Regions from separate parts of the Mus musculus genome. Here all the other regions are linked to region 1. The links are chromatin contacts, called in public Hi-C and HiChIP or PLAC-seq maps. All regions are on one chromosome and are shown on one strand. The core of a region is the stretch at or near the end of the contact, and the rest is flanking DNA. Distances in the headings are between cores, read along the strand shown.

What was found. A called contact is a pair of places that touch in the nucleus more often than the background predicts. HiChIP or PLAC-seq counts read pairs in DNA pulled down with a chosen protein or histone mark.
Region 2: a contact with region 1 is called in an H3K4me3 HiChIP or PLAC-seq map of bone marrow-derived macrophages, with 4 times the contacts expected there. The contact joins the enhancer-like site here to the promoter of Smim20 in region 1. A contact is called at or near these places in 7 of 39 promoter capture datasets (the 3T3-L1 cell line, 3T3-L1-derived adipocytes, embryonic stem cells and 2 more), 8 of 484 Hi-C or Micro-C datasets (the G1E-ER4 cell line, the N1E-115 cell line, adipose-derived mesenchymal stem cells and 5 more), 4 of 115 datasets of contacts at active chromatin or transcription factors (bone marrow-derived macrophages, extraembryonic endoderm stem cells, intestinal crypt epithelium and 1 more) and 2 of 9 other capture datasets (adipose tissue and liver).
Region 3: a contact with region 1 is called in an H3K27ac HiChIP or PLAC-seq map of embryonic stem cells, with 4 times the contacts expected there. The contact joins the enhancer-like site here to the promoter of Smim20 in region 1. A contact is called at or near these places in 13 of 39 promoter capture datasets (the 3T3-L1 cell line, the C10 cell line, cranial neural crest and 6 more), 1 of 15 datasets of contacts at CTCF or cohesin (the NIH/3T3 cell line), 10 of 484 Hi-C or Micro-C datasets (the HL-1 cell line, Th1 cells, adipose-derived mesenchymal stem cells and 6 more), 15 of 115 datasets of contacts at active chromatin or transcription factors (the 230-238 cell line, acute myeloid leukemia, astrocytes and 7 more) and 4 of 9 other capture datasets (adipose tissue, embryonic stem cells, liver and 1 more).
Region 4: a contact with region 1 is called in an H3K4me3 HiChIP or PLAC-seq map of bone marrow-derived macrophages, with 4 times the contacts expected there. The contact joins the enhancer-like site here to the promoter of Smim20 in region 1. A contact is called at or near these places in 1 of 39 promoter capture datasets (the 3T3-L1 cell line), 2 of 484 Hi-C or Micro-C datasets (liver and nephron progenitors) and 3 of 115 datasets of contacts at active chromatin or transcription factors (bone marrow-derived macrophages, extraembryonic endoderm stem cells and stem cell-derived neural progenitor cells).
Region 5: a Hi-C map of effector CD8 T cells shows a contact between it and region 1, with 4 times the contacts expected there. The contact joins the enhancer-like site here to the promoter of Smim20 in region 1. A contact is called at or near these places in 5 of 39 promoter capture datasets (the 3T3-L1 cell line, embryonic stem cells, hippocampal neurons and 1 more), 1 of 484 Hi-C or Micro-C datasets (effector CD8 T cells), 4 of 115 datasets of contacts at active chromatin or transcription factors (embryonic stem cells, memory CD8 T cells and trophoblast stem cells) and 2 of 9 other capture datasets (adipose tissue and liver).

The regions. Positions count from the first base shown.
Region 1 is chr5:53,265,810-53,268,479 of GRCm38.p6, reverse strand. Smim20 (small integral membrane protein 20) reads right to left here and starts at 1,374. Exons shown (of 3, transcript NM_001145433.1): 1 at 1,122-1,374. The coding sequence starts at 1,236. Gm40303 (a long non-coding RNA gene) reads left to right here and starts at 1,353. Exons shown (of 2, transcript XR_868423.2): 1 at 1,353-2,670.
Region 2 is chr5:52,864,977-52,867,646 of GRCm38.p6, reverse strand. Anapc4 (anaphase promoting complex subunit 4) reads right to left here. Exons shown (of 28, transcript NM_024213.2): 27 at 1,630-1,753; 28 at 913-1,252. The coding sequence ends at 1,028. Among named protein-coding and RNA genes, the nearest start is that of Gm30241, 18 kb to the left of the region's middle. Within about 2 kb of position 1,371, at least 86 of the 459 cell types and tissues checked have an H3K27ac peak or open chromatin away from gene starts, as enhancers often do. A contact at or near this core is called in the N1E-115 cell line, adipose tissue, bone marrow-derived macrophages and 1 more, where this site is marked.
Region 3 is chr5:53,670,354-53,673,023 of GRCm38.p6, reverse strand. No RefSeq gene overlaps it. Among named protein-coding and RNA genes, the nearest start is that of Cckar, 36 kb to the left of the region's middle. Within about 2 kb of position 1,318, at least 28 of the 459 cell types and tissues checked have an H3K27ac peak or open chromatin away from gene starts, as enhancers often do. A contact at or near this core is called in embryonic stem cells, stem cell-derived epiblast-like cells and trophoblast stem cells, where this site is marked.
Region 4 is chr5:52,909,118-52,911,787 of GRCm38.p6, reverse strand. No RefSeq gene overlaps it. Among named protein-coding and RNA genes, the nearest start is that of Gm30241, 26 kb to the right of the region's middle. Within about 2 kb of position 1,302, at least 71 of the 459 cell types and tissues checked have an H3K27ac peak or open chromatin away from gene starts, as enhancers often do. A contact at or near this core is called in bone marrow-derived macrophages, where this site is marked.
Region 5 is chr5:53,565,296-53,567,965 of GRCm38.p6, reverse strand. It overlaps a transcript of Rbpj not described here. Among named protein-coding and RNA genes, the nearest start is that of Gm40304, 20 kb to the right of the region's middle. Within about 2 kb of position 1,310, at least 70 of the 459 cell types and tissues checked have an H3K27ac peak or open chromatin away from gene starts, as enhancers often do. A contact at or near this core is called in effector CD8 T cells and memory CD8 T cells, where this site is marked.

The sequences.
Region 1 (2,670 bases), core at 125-2,624:
TGCAGGAAGGCTTGAAGGCAGGAAGCACAGAGACCATCTTAGTCTGAGCTGATGAAAAGAAGCTGTCAGGGGATTCATGTGTGTACTTTAAAATGCTTTGCCTCCAGAAACCAAGTGTTATGGCGCTGGAGATGGTCAGAACATTTACATGAGGCTTGAAATCGCCAAGCTTCAGCCTCAGCTAATATTCCCCGGGGGCTGGGCTGGCCCTCTTCCATCTTCAAGATGATTCAGGTTTCCTGGAGAACAAAATGATCCTCTAATGCCTCATCTCTCCTCGCTGACAGATGGTTTCAGATGTATCAAAGTGCTAATCCTTGCTGAGGTATAGGTCTCCAGGAAGGAGTGTGGCTTTTAGAATGATAGGACCTGAATGATTAAGGAGGAAAATGACTCCCCGGACACTCGCCATTGTCATGTGAGCAGCCAGCTTAAAAATGAAGGAAACCAGCAGAATCTAAAAAAAAAAAAAACGATTTGAGGAAAAACTCAGAACCCAGGTTAACAGTTTAGCTTTGAAATATTTCCGCTCCAAGACATCTTAGGGATTGGCAATGATGCACCATAAAAACACCTTTCAACTCAGAATGATCAAAGCTCTCCACTATAGCACCATCTCAGCCTGGGTGGATGGAGCGGGGCTCTGCGGACAGACGCCTGGGTTGGAACATTTCCCTCACCACTTACTAGCTGTGTGACCTCCATCTGTAAAATGGGTAGCATCTACCCCAAGGGAAGCCCGTGCAAATTCAACGACTCGGTATATGCTTAACCCAAAACATTAAATCTTCAGTATATCAGTATATACTGTGTGTGAACTAGTGTTAGTGTTGACCTGCTGTGTGTAGGCTGCTTTCATACACATCACCTCTGTGACCCCTAAGATGCTCACAGTTTTGTTGCTGATCCTGCAAAAGATATGTAGAGCCTCAACATTGAAGGTCAGAGGTGGGGCCCCTTGTCCGTGGTCACCGGGCTGCACTGGGCGAGCCTGGAACCCGGGTAGCCTCACTCCCAAGTCCACATCCTTCCTCAGCACTCCTTGAACAGATAGGGTAGGGGCTTAAGGGCTTCGGGGTAGCGCTGGGAGCAGCCACTGCGCGGGGTCAGAGGTCACTCACGGTATTCCTCCAGCCGCATAAGGGGCCGGAAGTAGATGGGATAGAAGGCGGCGCCGACCATGGAGATGAAGCCTCCGAATATGAGCGCGGTGCGCAGGTTCCGGGCCGCTGCCATGGAGAGAAAGGGGGCAGCAGAGCCGGCGAAGGCCCCCGCACGTTTGGAAACTCGATTCCCGGCCTCAAGGTCGCGACCCAGCTCGGAAGAGGCGGAGCAGAGCTCGCTTCCGGGATCGGAGTGCAGGGAGGAGCCTCTGAGCTCGGAGGCGGGGCCTGGGCGCCTCTTAGTGGGGCGGGGTCATCCGAGGAAGGGCGCGGCATAAGGCGGGGCCTCAAACCAAGACCCGCCTCCTCGCCCTCCGGCTGCCATCGTGGAGGCCGAGACACTGGTGGCTTGTGCTGACTTGTATTTGGCTACACTCCTTTCTCGTGCCCTCTTTTTGACCTCTTACTGGCCCCGGGTCTGGGTCCTTCCTTCTCTGCTCCAATTACCACCTTCTGTCTTACTCTTCTGTTCCCAACAACTCTTTCTTACCCTTCCCCCTCATTAATGTGACATTTGGTGACTGGTGAGGCTAGAAGCCTCTGAAAGACTGGGCCTCCCTCTTTGAAAGCTGTGTGTGGGCATGAGCCACAAAGGAGCAAATCACCTGGTTCGAATGGTTTGCAAGGTATTTGCAAAATTAGTCACTGAGTCTTCTGACCCAAGACAGCCTTTCCTGGAGGGTGTTTGAGCACAGTAAGTGATCTAACTTTGATCCCTTGTCCTCTTTGCTCTCCATATTGTGTGTGCTGGGTTATGGGGGGAATTATACAGGGGTTTCAGAAAGTAGACAGGGATTCCCAAAACTAATCGAGGGCTGCAAACAAAAACTATTAAAATCTAGGAACAGCACAGAGTCAGTGGCAGGTCCCTAGGGCTCTGGCTCTTTGCCTGGGGCACAGCCTCTGAAGACTGACACCTGTTCCCTCATCCCGCCATGCTTGTGGGGATTGCTTTCCCCCACCTCTGCACCTGTTCTCCTTTACAGAGCCTGAGTCAGAAGATATGATCTCCTCAGGGGGCTGGGCAGCTAAGACCAACATTCCTTGGGCCTTCGCTCAATCCCTTAGAAATAGAAATGACACCAGTAGCGAGTCTGGGCTGCACAGAAGGTATTTATCTTGACCCCAGCAACATTATTTAGTCCAGAGAAGATCTGCAATCTCTCAGAAATGATGTGGTGAACACAGGTCTTTTCCTCTGTAGTTTTGTAGTCGAATCAAGATTCCATCTACCTCTGACTCTAGCAGCATATAAATCAGTCGTTCAATCTGTCAGCAGATTTATGGACTATCTGGCTAGGCCCCCCGAACAGCAGGCAAAGTGCTAAGGGGGACACGAGATGAATGAGACATGACCTCTGCACTCCAGGATCCTACCACGGAACAAATACATGAAACGATAACTAATCCCGGATGCCGCCTGTTGCCGATGACTGATGCAGTCCCACGGGCAACCGAAGTACAGGGAGGAAGACAAATGACTGTGCAGTAAGATGGCTGCTCCTCA
Region 2 (2,670 bases), core at 122-2,621, 400 kb after region 1:
CCAACCAACCAAAAATCGTTCCTGGACTACATATTCCTCGTGAGGTCATTTCTGATTTTATACCTTCTTTGCTACCACACTGTAAGATTTTATGACCCCAGAAGTATAATCCTGTGCACTAGTTTCTGGTGCTCTGTAAGAACTAACCCCCACCCCCTCCAAAAACAAAAACAAAAACCCCGACACGGCAGACAATCAAAACAAGAGGCCGGTTGATGGCAAGGCTATAGATGATGGTCACAACGTCAAACTGTGCCACTGAAACGGACTATCTCCTAGTGAACTCATGACATCCAATTCTAGCTACAGCATCTTTTAACAATAAGTACTTAGCATGGTGACTAACTGGACATCCCCCAAAGTACAAAACTACTAGATTAGCTCACATACATAAACTCAGCTTTTTATATGTAACCATAGACCCAAGGTAATACTTCATGGTGTCCCTTTGGATTTACTCAACTATTCTGATTTTAAAAGATGGAATATTTTAGCATGTGATGAGTATAAAATTTTCAAGACTACGATTGGAAGGAAATAAAACTACAAAGCTAGGACACACATACACACACTGAGACAAGTAATTATTTAAGTATTTTTAAAAAGTACCCGAAATGCACCCAAATAGCTATTTAAACTTAGTTCAGGCTCGCCTTGAACTTTGCCAGCCTCCTCCCCGAGGTTCCAAAGTGCTGAATCACAAGCGTGTGTCCTCTATTCAAGTGTACCGCTCCTGCAACAGGAATAAGGAGAATCCCTTTTGACAGGAATGGCTTGCCTGGCTCTTCAGATCAAAGCTGTGTTTGTTTTCTTTAAACATTGGCTCTGCACAATATGAGGAAAAAACCCCAGCAAGAAAGGGGTCTGCCACAGTGACACTCCTCCACAAGGATGGAACAGAGTATGAAAAAATAAAATTTACCATTTATTTCTTTGATACACAGACAACTCAGTGTGACCGATACATTCTTAGTCCATCCACTACGTCTTTTTGCCACATTAACTAACACAATGCTGTCAAGCTGGGTCACGAGTCCAACTCAGGGTCAAGTTTCTCCACTTTGATGACTACGTCCGGGTCTAGGGCAGCAGCGTCTTGGTGAGCCTCTGTCTCTGACTCTGACAACACTTCCTCCTTGATCTTCACAGGCTTCCCGCCAGCCTCCTCCTCATCGTCTGAAGACTCGTCAATCTCCCACTCATCATCGATGTCCATTTCAAACACCCTCACATGCCGGAGGTTTGAACTTAACTAACGAAAACAAGGACAGAGGAATACTGTTTAAATGCACGGCTTAACAAACACATCACATATTGAGGAATTAAAATCAGAAGCTTAAATTAAAGGATGGCTTCACAGGAGTTCCTGATCATTTATCACAAAGCCACTCACAGCTCAGCTTTCACTTTCTGTAAAATAACCTCTAAGTAAAACAATTTATAAGATTAGCAAAATCCAGAGTTATTTTTACCTATTTAGTAAGCTTTGTCAGAATAAGAAACTAATACAGTTGAGGCTACTCCATGCTTATAATTAGCAGAAACTATGAATCATAAAATGACACAAAGAAAGGCCTTGGACGCCTGCCAGGGAGCACGGTCACATCCTGCACGGTCTGTAATACTCACCACACAGGACACTTTTCGAAGGCCGTTCCCAGCAACATACTGCGCTCTCATGCTTTCTAGCAGCCTCCAGTGTTTCTCAAAGTGCATGGTGCGTGTGGGGATAATGCTGCCCTGCTCGTCAAGCCTACGGACAACAACCAGCAGTTAGAAGGATCTCTCCTGCCTGCAGTATCAGGAGGCTCTTCTAGCCACACTCATTCTCAATAGAATCCTAGCAGCCACCACAAAACAGCTGTGATAAGACAGTTTGTAAAATACTGTGATGCCAAACACATAGAAAGTCACACTAGTTAAGGTTTGAATTCCTTTTCAACTGAAGTTACCTCTTAGGACAGGCATATACTCTCAAAATGAACAACGGAGCCTAAATCTGGAGAACACTAAATACAGATCTAAACTGAATTCCACTACTAACCAAAGCTAACGATGCATCTGAAAATGGAACAAAGCCACCCCATTGTTGGGGATCCTTTTTCTTTAATTGTTAAACCAAAGCAACAAAGTCAAGTCTGCAGGCCGAACCTAGCACACAGGCCTGTAACCCAGCCATCTGGAAACCCGTGAGGCCAGAGGATCACAAGCTACTGGCTACAGAATGAGTTCAAGACCAGCCTGGGCAACTTGGTAAGACTGTCTTAAATAAAAAGAGGGCTGGAGGGCTGCGTGTGGTGGCACAGGCCTTTAAAGACAGCACTCAGGAGGCAGAGGCAGGCAGAGTCCTATGAATTCAAGGCCAGCCTAGTCTACCTCGGGAGTTCCAGGCTAGCCAAAGGTACACAGTGAGACCCTGTCTCAACAAATAGGAAAAGAAAAATAAAAGCAAAAACACTGGAATATAGCACCATGGTAGAGTACCTTCTTAGCATGTGGGAAATCTAGGGTTAAATTTCTAGTATATCAACAATATAGAAATAAAAAACAAAAAAATACAAAGTAGGAATATTTCCATTCAGCTGCCTCTCAATAGTTATCCCTACTAAAACTAAGAAAAATCTATTATATGGCATGCCTAAAACAGTAAGAATCTTCGATTCATATTAG
Region 3 (2,670 bases), core at 69-2,568, 400 kb before region 1:
GACACGGGCCAGTCCCCTGAGACACAAGACAAGGGTGGAGGTGTGTGTGTGTGGGGGGGGGGGGGGATCTTGGGTCAGCATCACCACCACCTGGAACGTCTATAAAATGTCACTTCTTAAGCCCAACACAGCCTTCCTGATTCAGATACTGTGGGAGTGAAGCCCAGAAACCCTCAGGTGAGTCTTCAGGTAAGACATATACATATATATATATATACATATATATATATATATATATATATATATATACATACATATATATATGCATATAGATATTGATATATAGATATATATCCAGTATAACTATCATTATAAGGCAGGTGGGTCCAAACATCTGTTCTCTGTGCCTAACCTGTCCATTTCACACTCAAAAGTAGGATCTGTGATGGTTTGTGACACTCCAGTTCTGAAACTGGGTTAGCACAGCACATGGACGACCTTCCCCACTACTGACCACAGGGAGGCAGCAGAGAGTCACATGAGAGTCCACACAGAGCAAGAAGACCCCGCCTGGACTCCATCACCCTGTAAACTGGTGTCACTTCAGAAGCTGTGCTCGAGTCCAGCCCTGTACGGGGATTTGATGACTCTCCTTGGGATCCAGGTTTCCATCCCAACACAGCAGAACTTTGGAATGAGCGTAAACCTAGAGGGCAACTTGCCCTGGCAAGGTGAGGTTGGGTTGCAAGCAGAAATTAGGAATTGTCAGAGGTCTTGGGGAGCCTCCAGCCTCATGAGGCAGTGGTTCTCTCCGATGATAGGATGAAAAGACGCTAGGGTTGGGGGAGGTGGATTAGCTAATAAAGTGTTAACCACACAACCACGAGGACCTGACTCAATCCCACCACTCACACAAAAAGAAAAATGAATAAATGAATACATGAATGAATGAACAAGCAAATATGTAGTCTTGGGCACATGGCTACAATCTTAGTACTGGGGAGGCAGAGACAAGAGGGCTTCCTGGGACTAGCTGGCCAGCCAGAAGGTACTAAGACATCTCTTTCCCTTATTCAAATTAGAAGGACATGCTCCTGGTTCCAGGTGCTGCTCAGGGGCTTGAGGGGGACAGCATCTGGAGCCCCCAGCAAGCCTAATCCTCGGGACAGTGCTCTGCTGCTCCAGGTGAGCCCTGTTTCTTGTCGATCAAACCTCTGAGAAAGCTAGGCTGATTCCAGCCCTAAAAACCCTGGCTCCAGACTGCTAATCAGAAACTGCCCCATCACCTGACCTTCAGCAAGGACAAAGGGCCAGCAGTTTCCAGCCTCCACACCAGGGGAATGGAATGTCCTTAGAGTTGAAGTAAGACAAAGCCCACCAACCCCGGGATTCCTCAGAAACAGCTTGCAGTCACCACGCCCTGGTAATGGTTTCGGAATGCCTAGAGATAAAGTAGACAAAGCCTGCCTTCCACAGAATTCCCCTAATGTGCTATAAACTGGGCCTGCAAGCTCACTTGGGGGGTGAGGATGCCTCTTTATCTTGGTAATGGGAGACCCCAGCATGCTGGACTTCTGCAGATTAAAAACACTCTTTGCATTTACATACTATTTAAGACTGGGGCATCATTCTTCAGTCAATCGCGGAACCTTACTTCCCAACCAAGATCACTGAGGAAAAAGATTTTGACGGGCAGTGGTGGCGATCGCCTTTAATCCCAGCACTTGGGAGGCAGAGGCAGGCAGATTTCTGAGTTCGAGGCCAGCCTGTTCTACAGTTAGTTCCAGGATAGCCAGGGCTACACAGAGAACCCTGACTCGGGGGGAGGGGGAGGGATGGGTAACGAAAAAAAAAAATGATTTCGTTATTTTGTTAAGGTGGAAAAAAATTAATGGAATGTAAGGTTTTAAATATAAGAGAGAGAGAGAGAGAGAGAGAGAGAGAGAGAGAGAGAGAGAGAGAGAGACCTGTTCATTTCTCGATCCTTCTGGTGTTTTGTAATGAGGTGGCATCTTATCGGGGGGGGGGGGGGGGGGCATGCTGAGGATCCCGCCCCCAGTACCAGCCATACGCCTGGTCTAGTATAAAATGAAGTTTATTTGGGGCACGAGAAGGGGGGTGAGAATTGAGTGGAGGCAGAGAAAGCGAGGGGACAGAGCACAGAAAGAGAGAGAGAAAGGGTGGGTGGGAGCCAGGCAGGAACATGGAGGGAGGGCAGAGAGACGGAGTGGAGGAGGAAGAGGAGAGAGAGGAGAGGAAGAAGAGGAAGGCGGAGGGGGAAGAAGAAAAGAGAAGACAGGGAAGGCGAACAGTCCTTTTGCAAGCCAGGCTCACACCTGGCTGATGGTAGGTAACTGCTGGGCGGAGCCTAGAAGAAATGCATGCAGGGCCAAATTCTTTACCTCAGGACTGGGTCCACTCAAAGTTTTCTGTCACCCTCAAATCTTTGACTTATTTAAACTATACTTTTCCCAGTCACTTGTGAAACTAAAGGTTTAAAGAGGCACGGAGAAGTGAGGCTATCAACAAAGGTTAGATGAAGGGCTGTACCTGAGCCAACCCTTATCCAGGCACTGCTCCACTCTTCTCCCTGACACCTCCCACTGGCCTGTCTGGAGCTGAGCAAACACTCAGTTTCTGACCACTCAGGGCCACAATCCTAGACCTTCCTCCCACGGAGTGCCTCCCTGAGCGAGCAAACGCAAGGCTCCTGTTTGTTCCAGTGGACAC
Region 4 (2,670 bases), core at 53-2,552, 360 kb after region 1:
CCCACCTCCCCGACCCACCCCAGGCTTCCTGAGACACCTGGGACTGGTTCTGCAGCAATTGTCTTCAACATTCAGATGTCAATTAATATTAATATTCAGATGAAGAAGCTGGGCCACGCCCTTCCTGTCTGGGTTCCAAATCGCACAAAGGACCTTATGTGTCTCTAGGCCGGCCAAGCACACACATAGCCCCAGTCCAACAAAAGACAGAACTCGAGGTGCCCACACAAATGAGCATTTGATGATCCATCCATTCAAGGACTACCCATCCTAGCCTCAATGTATAGAGTGGGGCTGGGTGGGGCCTAAGATACAAAGATGGCGATGACACGGGGTGCTTGCTCATGTCATCCCTCTCTTTAGAATGTCCTCGGGAGTTTCTACCTCATCACCAGTTCCTACTTGTCTTACCTCCTTCCATCTGCTTTTTCCATCCCTCAGGGCTAAATTGAAGTCCATCTCCCCTTACCCAAGCCAGATTTAAGACCCTCTGTGCCATGCCCCACTCAGCCCACCTCATGATGAGCTGTGTCCCTGCATGGTGGCCACGGGTCTCCTTCCTTCTCTACATCCCTTCCTGCAGATCAATATTGTTCCTTTCTTACATAGACACGTTACCAACCCAGGGTTGTGAAATGTAGTTAAAGCTTGACAAACGTACACGGGGCAGTTATTTTTAATACAGTTTCTCGATAGTCGAAAAAGTGAAAAGTCTGAATTTTTAGTCCGTAATACATAAGCAAGAGCCCTTGCTGTTCGTTCTGGAAATCCTGAGCTGTAACTATTGTAAAAGGCTGTGAATTTAAAATAGTCAATGATGTGAAGCGCAGAGCAGGAGACAACGGCAGCATTACAATATGCTGCTGCTATGAGTCGATGTTAATAATAATAGCAATGACATTTAAATTTGTCCAGAAGGCAAGGATGAAAGTCAAGAGACCTGGATTTGCCCTTCAACTGTGACTTTCAGACTGTAGACCTTGGGCAACCCCTGTGGATTCCAAGGGATGGCGGCCTGTAAATGCAAAGGGAGTTCTGCTTTATCTCTGGGAAGCGCTGGAAGCCACCTCGAGTCTGTGACAGGTGGAGTCCATGACCGGTGCTTGCAGAGACACACACAAGCACAGTGTGACTGACATTCCCGCTTACAGAACAAGCGTCAGTTTAATTCAGTTCTGAGCCCAGTAGGTGCCATTAAGTCTCAAAGAAACGCGGGCAAGTTTCTCTCAGTACCTGTGGCTCCTCCCAGCACATCTCACCCCGCCCCCTCTGCTAAGCCTCCCTCTCCTGGGGCTGGGCTTCCGGTCCCTCACCCCACCCCCGCCCCTTCGTAGTCTATTCTTTGTGTAACTCGGACATTTTGGCTATGCACCCTCCTGATCCTGATCTCTTGCTGGCTGTCTCCCTTCCTAGATCACCCCGGGACCACTTACTTGCCCGCTCTGTTTTCTGTCACTCTCCCCTCCTCTCACTCCTCTCTCGGCCGGCTCTGTTCATATCTACAGCAAATCTTCTCAACCATATCTCGGAACATATGAGTCATATCCTCATTTTTTCATTCAGATCCCACATCCCAACTCTGCAACTGTGTTCTTGAAGATACTCTTGTTCCTTTTTTGATAAATGCTCAGACTTCTCATTGTTCCCTTGTTGGGAGGTGGGGAGTGCACGCTGGGGGTTTTGTTGTTATTGCTATTATTGTTTGGTTTTGTTGCTGTTTAATGGTTTTTGGTTTGGTTTAGTTTTGGACAGGATTTTTTTTCTGGGCAGCCCTGGTGTCTTAGTTAGGGTTTCTATTCCTGCATAAAACATCATGACCAAGAAGCAAGTTGGGGAGGAAAGGGTTTGTTCAGCTTACATTTCCACATTGCTGTTCATCACTTAAGGAAGCCAGGACTGGAACTCAAGCAGGTCAGGAAGCAGGAGCTGATGCAGAGGCCATGGAGGTATGTTACTTACTGGTTTGCTTCCCCTGGCTTGCTCAACTTGCTTTCTTAAAGAACCCAGGACTACCAGCCCAGAGATGGCACCACCCATAATGGGCCTTCTCCCCTTGATCACTAATTGAGAAAATGCCTTACATCTGGATCTCATGGAGGCATTTTCTCAACTGAAGCTCCTTTCTCTGTGATAACTCCAGCCTGTGTCAAGTTGACACAAAACTAGCCAGTATACCACCTGGCTATCCTAGAGCTCACCCTATAGACCAGGGTAGCCTTGAGTTCAGAGATCTGCCTGTCTCTGCCTTCTGAATGCTGGGATTAAATGCACATGGCACTGTGCCTGACTCCTTGCTATAACTCTTTTTTTTTTTTTTTAAATTTTTTTTTTTAGATTTATTTATTTATTTATTTATTTATTTATTTATTATATGTAAGTACATTGTAGCTGTCTTCAGACACTCCAGAAGAAGGAGTCAGATCTCGTTACGGATGGTTGTGAGCCACCATGTGGTTGCTGGGATTTGAACTCCGGACCTTCGGAAGAGCAGTCGGGTGCTCTTACCCACTGAGCCATCTCACCAGCCCCGCTATAACTCTTAAACATACTTTTAAAAAGTGCCGTCACCAAAGCTCAAGTGGTTCCTGGGCAGCCTTTGAAGAAGGAACTGACCCCGGCAGGCAACAAGAAGCCTAGAACACAGTGAAGTCTGGGTTGTTAGCATGCTGA
Region 5 (2,670 bases), core at 61-2,560, 300 kb before region 1:
TAAAGCCATGTAAGAAATTAAGCAGGAGTGACAGATGCTAGGGGAAAAAGGGAACGTCACTTCACACAGGCCAGCTGGCCTCATAATAAAACTTTCTTTTACCTACTAGTGAATTTGACTCAGTTAAGATGATCAAAGTAAGCCGGGCATGGTTGCACACACCTTTAATCCCAGCACTCGGGAGGCAGAGGCAGGCAGTTCGAGACCAGCCTAGTCTACAAAGTGAGTTCCAGGACAGCCAGGGCTACACAGAGAAACCCTGTCTCGAAAAAACAAAAACAAAAAAACAAAACAAAACAAAAAACAAAAAAAGATGATCAAAGTACTTTAAGTCTGCACTCCAATAGGAAGGTTGTCAGACACCTGAGCAGAAAACAATAACCCTCAATTTGGAGTTCACTTGATAAACTCCAGCACTCGGTTGATAGTACACTCTTTCAGAGTTTATAGGTTTGGCTCTTTCTACTGTTCCTTGGTGAAAGCTACATGGGAAAAGTAAGAAGTGCAGTGTGTCTTGATACCAATCATTAGCTTTGGTATTACAGACTCCTTTGAGTGAATGTGCATACGCCCTGGGCTCTGCAAGCATCGGGTGCTTTTTATCCCTATTGAGAGGTGAAATGCGAATCCAAAATTCAACTGATTTATCCTGGGATACCCCAGGTCAGATGCAGATAAAAATCAAGGCTGGCGATGTCTAACGGCTCTGCGCAGAGCTGGCTCCTTGGTATGGCATGAGGTCCTGGGCTCAAGCTCCAGGACTTCAGAGAAGAGACAAGGGGTAGCAGGAAGAGGGAAGGACAGAAACAGATGCTAAAGATGGTTATCTTCTCCCTGAGCCCAAACCTGTTTGTACCACCTCCACTGTTTGCCCAACCCTGCTTTTGCATTGTCGAATCGACTTTAAAAGGGACTTAAGCGTGGCACAAGGAGTTGGGTATGTGAAGGAACTTGGACATAACCGCTTCACTCTGAAGTACAAACTCGAGAGTCCCGAGGCCCCACTTTTGCCTTGCAGATCACACATCGACCATGCTAACTAACCCTCAGAGATAATTATCAGCCCATGATGCTGATGGGTACCAGATAATTCTAACGTGGTCTTGGCTCTGTCTTCTGAGAAGCTGCTCGATGTTTCCTGCTTGGGCCTGGCAAGCTTCACAGGGTTCCTAAGAAGAACCTCTACTTTCCTTTGTCCCTCCCAGAGAGGCGATGCATTTTCACTTCACGATGATTAAAACCCAGCGGCCTACGATACTATATTAGTTCACCCAGGCTTCTCAGAATCGTGTGTTAAAATCGAAACTGAAACATCATGGAGGTGGGAAGGTCTACTCATTAGAGTAGGTGATCCTGCCAGTTCCTGTAGAGCTATTCTGAGTGTTGGTGCTATTAAAAAAATAGGCATGAGATTCATGGTAGATCTCTAGATAAGGCTGTTCTCCTAAACAAATTTTGAAGAAATAATGGATTTGTAGACCATTAAAATTTACTGAGGACTAAAAGGAGAAATAACAAGGTGTCTTCATGTTAAACTTTGCTGCAGAGGTAAGGAGCCAAGAACTATTTTGAAATGACTCTCTGACTTAATTGTTCTTCACTCTCATGCCAACGTGTGTGTGTGTGTGTGTGTGTGTGTGTGTGTGTGTGTGTGTGTGTGTTAAAGTACTGCCACTTTTCTGGGAGAGAGATGAACTATTCGCATAGGCTAGTGCACACACTAGGAGGCTCTCTACAGCTTCCCCATCCTACCTTATCTCTTTGAAGTTTGACCCTGCAGCACAACTGGACTCCATCCTCCTTTAAATCATCCACCCCCTGGATACTGCCTGGTGGCATCTCACTGACTCCACTGGTTGGATATTCCTGACAAAAAGACATAAGATTGCTTGTGTTCCTTTCTCTAGCACCCGCTCACCTTGAATCGGTCTCCACCGTTAGACTAAAGATCAGGTGCCCCGGATACAACTTTGAGCTTGAGGTTATAGGCATTTATTTATAGGCCAGAAAGTTTCCTTCCAATGTTCGTAGTCAACAGATAGGAGTAGTTTAAAAAGATATTTGGGGGCTGGGGCTGGGGTTCAGTGGTAGGGTGTTCACCTAGCGTGTGAAAGGCTCCTGGCGTGAATTTCACACACACACACCCATGCACATACACACACATACACACACACCACTGCTTCCAACAAACAAAGAGAGCCTTTTTAATAGCTCATCTTCACTGACTGTCAAGGGATTGTTTTCTTCTGGAGACACTCAACCGACATGGAATTGAGCTCTGCCCATCTACAAATCCCCTGTAGGGTTTGTGAAACAAGCCATAATCCCCCTCATGAAAACACACACTGGCTATTTATGCTCATGCTTGGTCCAAATATTACAATTGTTTCTGGATTTCTGCCACATTCCTCTCGAGATGGTCATTTGGGAGAGTTTGTTTATAATGTGTGTTTTGAATGAAATTTTAAAATTCCAAGACCACAGGATGTAAGACTCAATTGTGGGTTAAACTTCATTTTTGCATTCCCCCCCCCCCCCCCAAAGAGGGCTTACTTACATTACAGCGGTGAACAGTGAATAGAAAACAGGGCAAAGGTATGTTTTTGGTTTTGTTTCAGGGATCAGTATTTGAAAGACTATGAAAAGCACATGCTACCTTGAATGATGAGG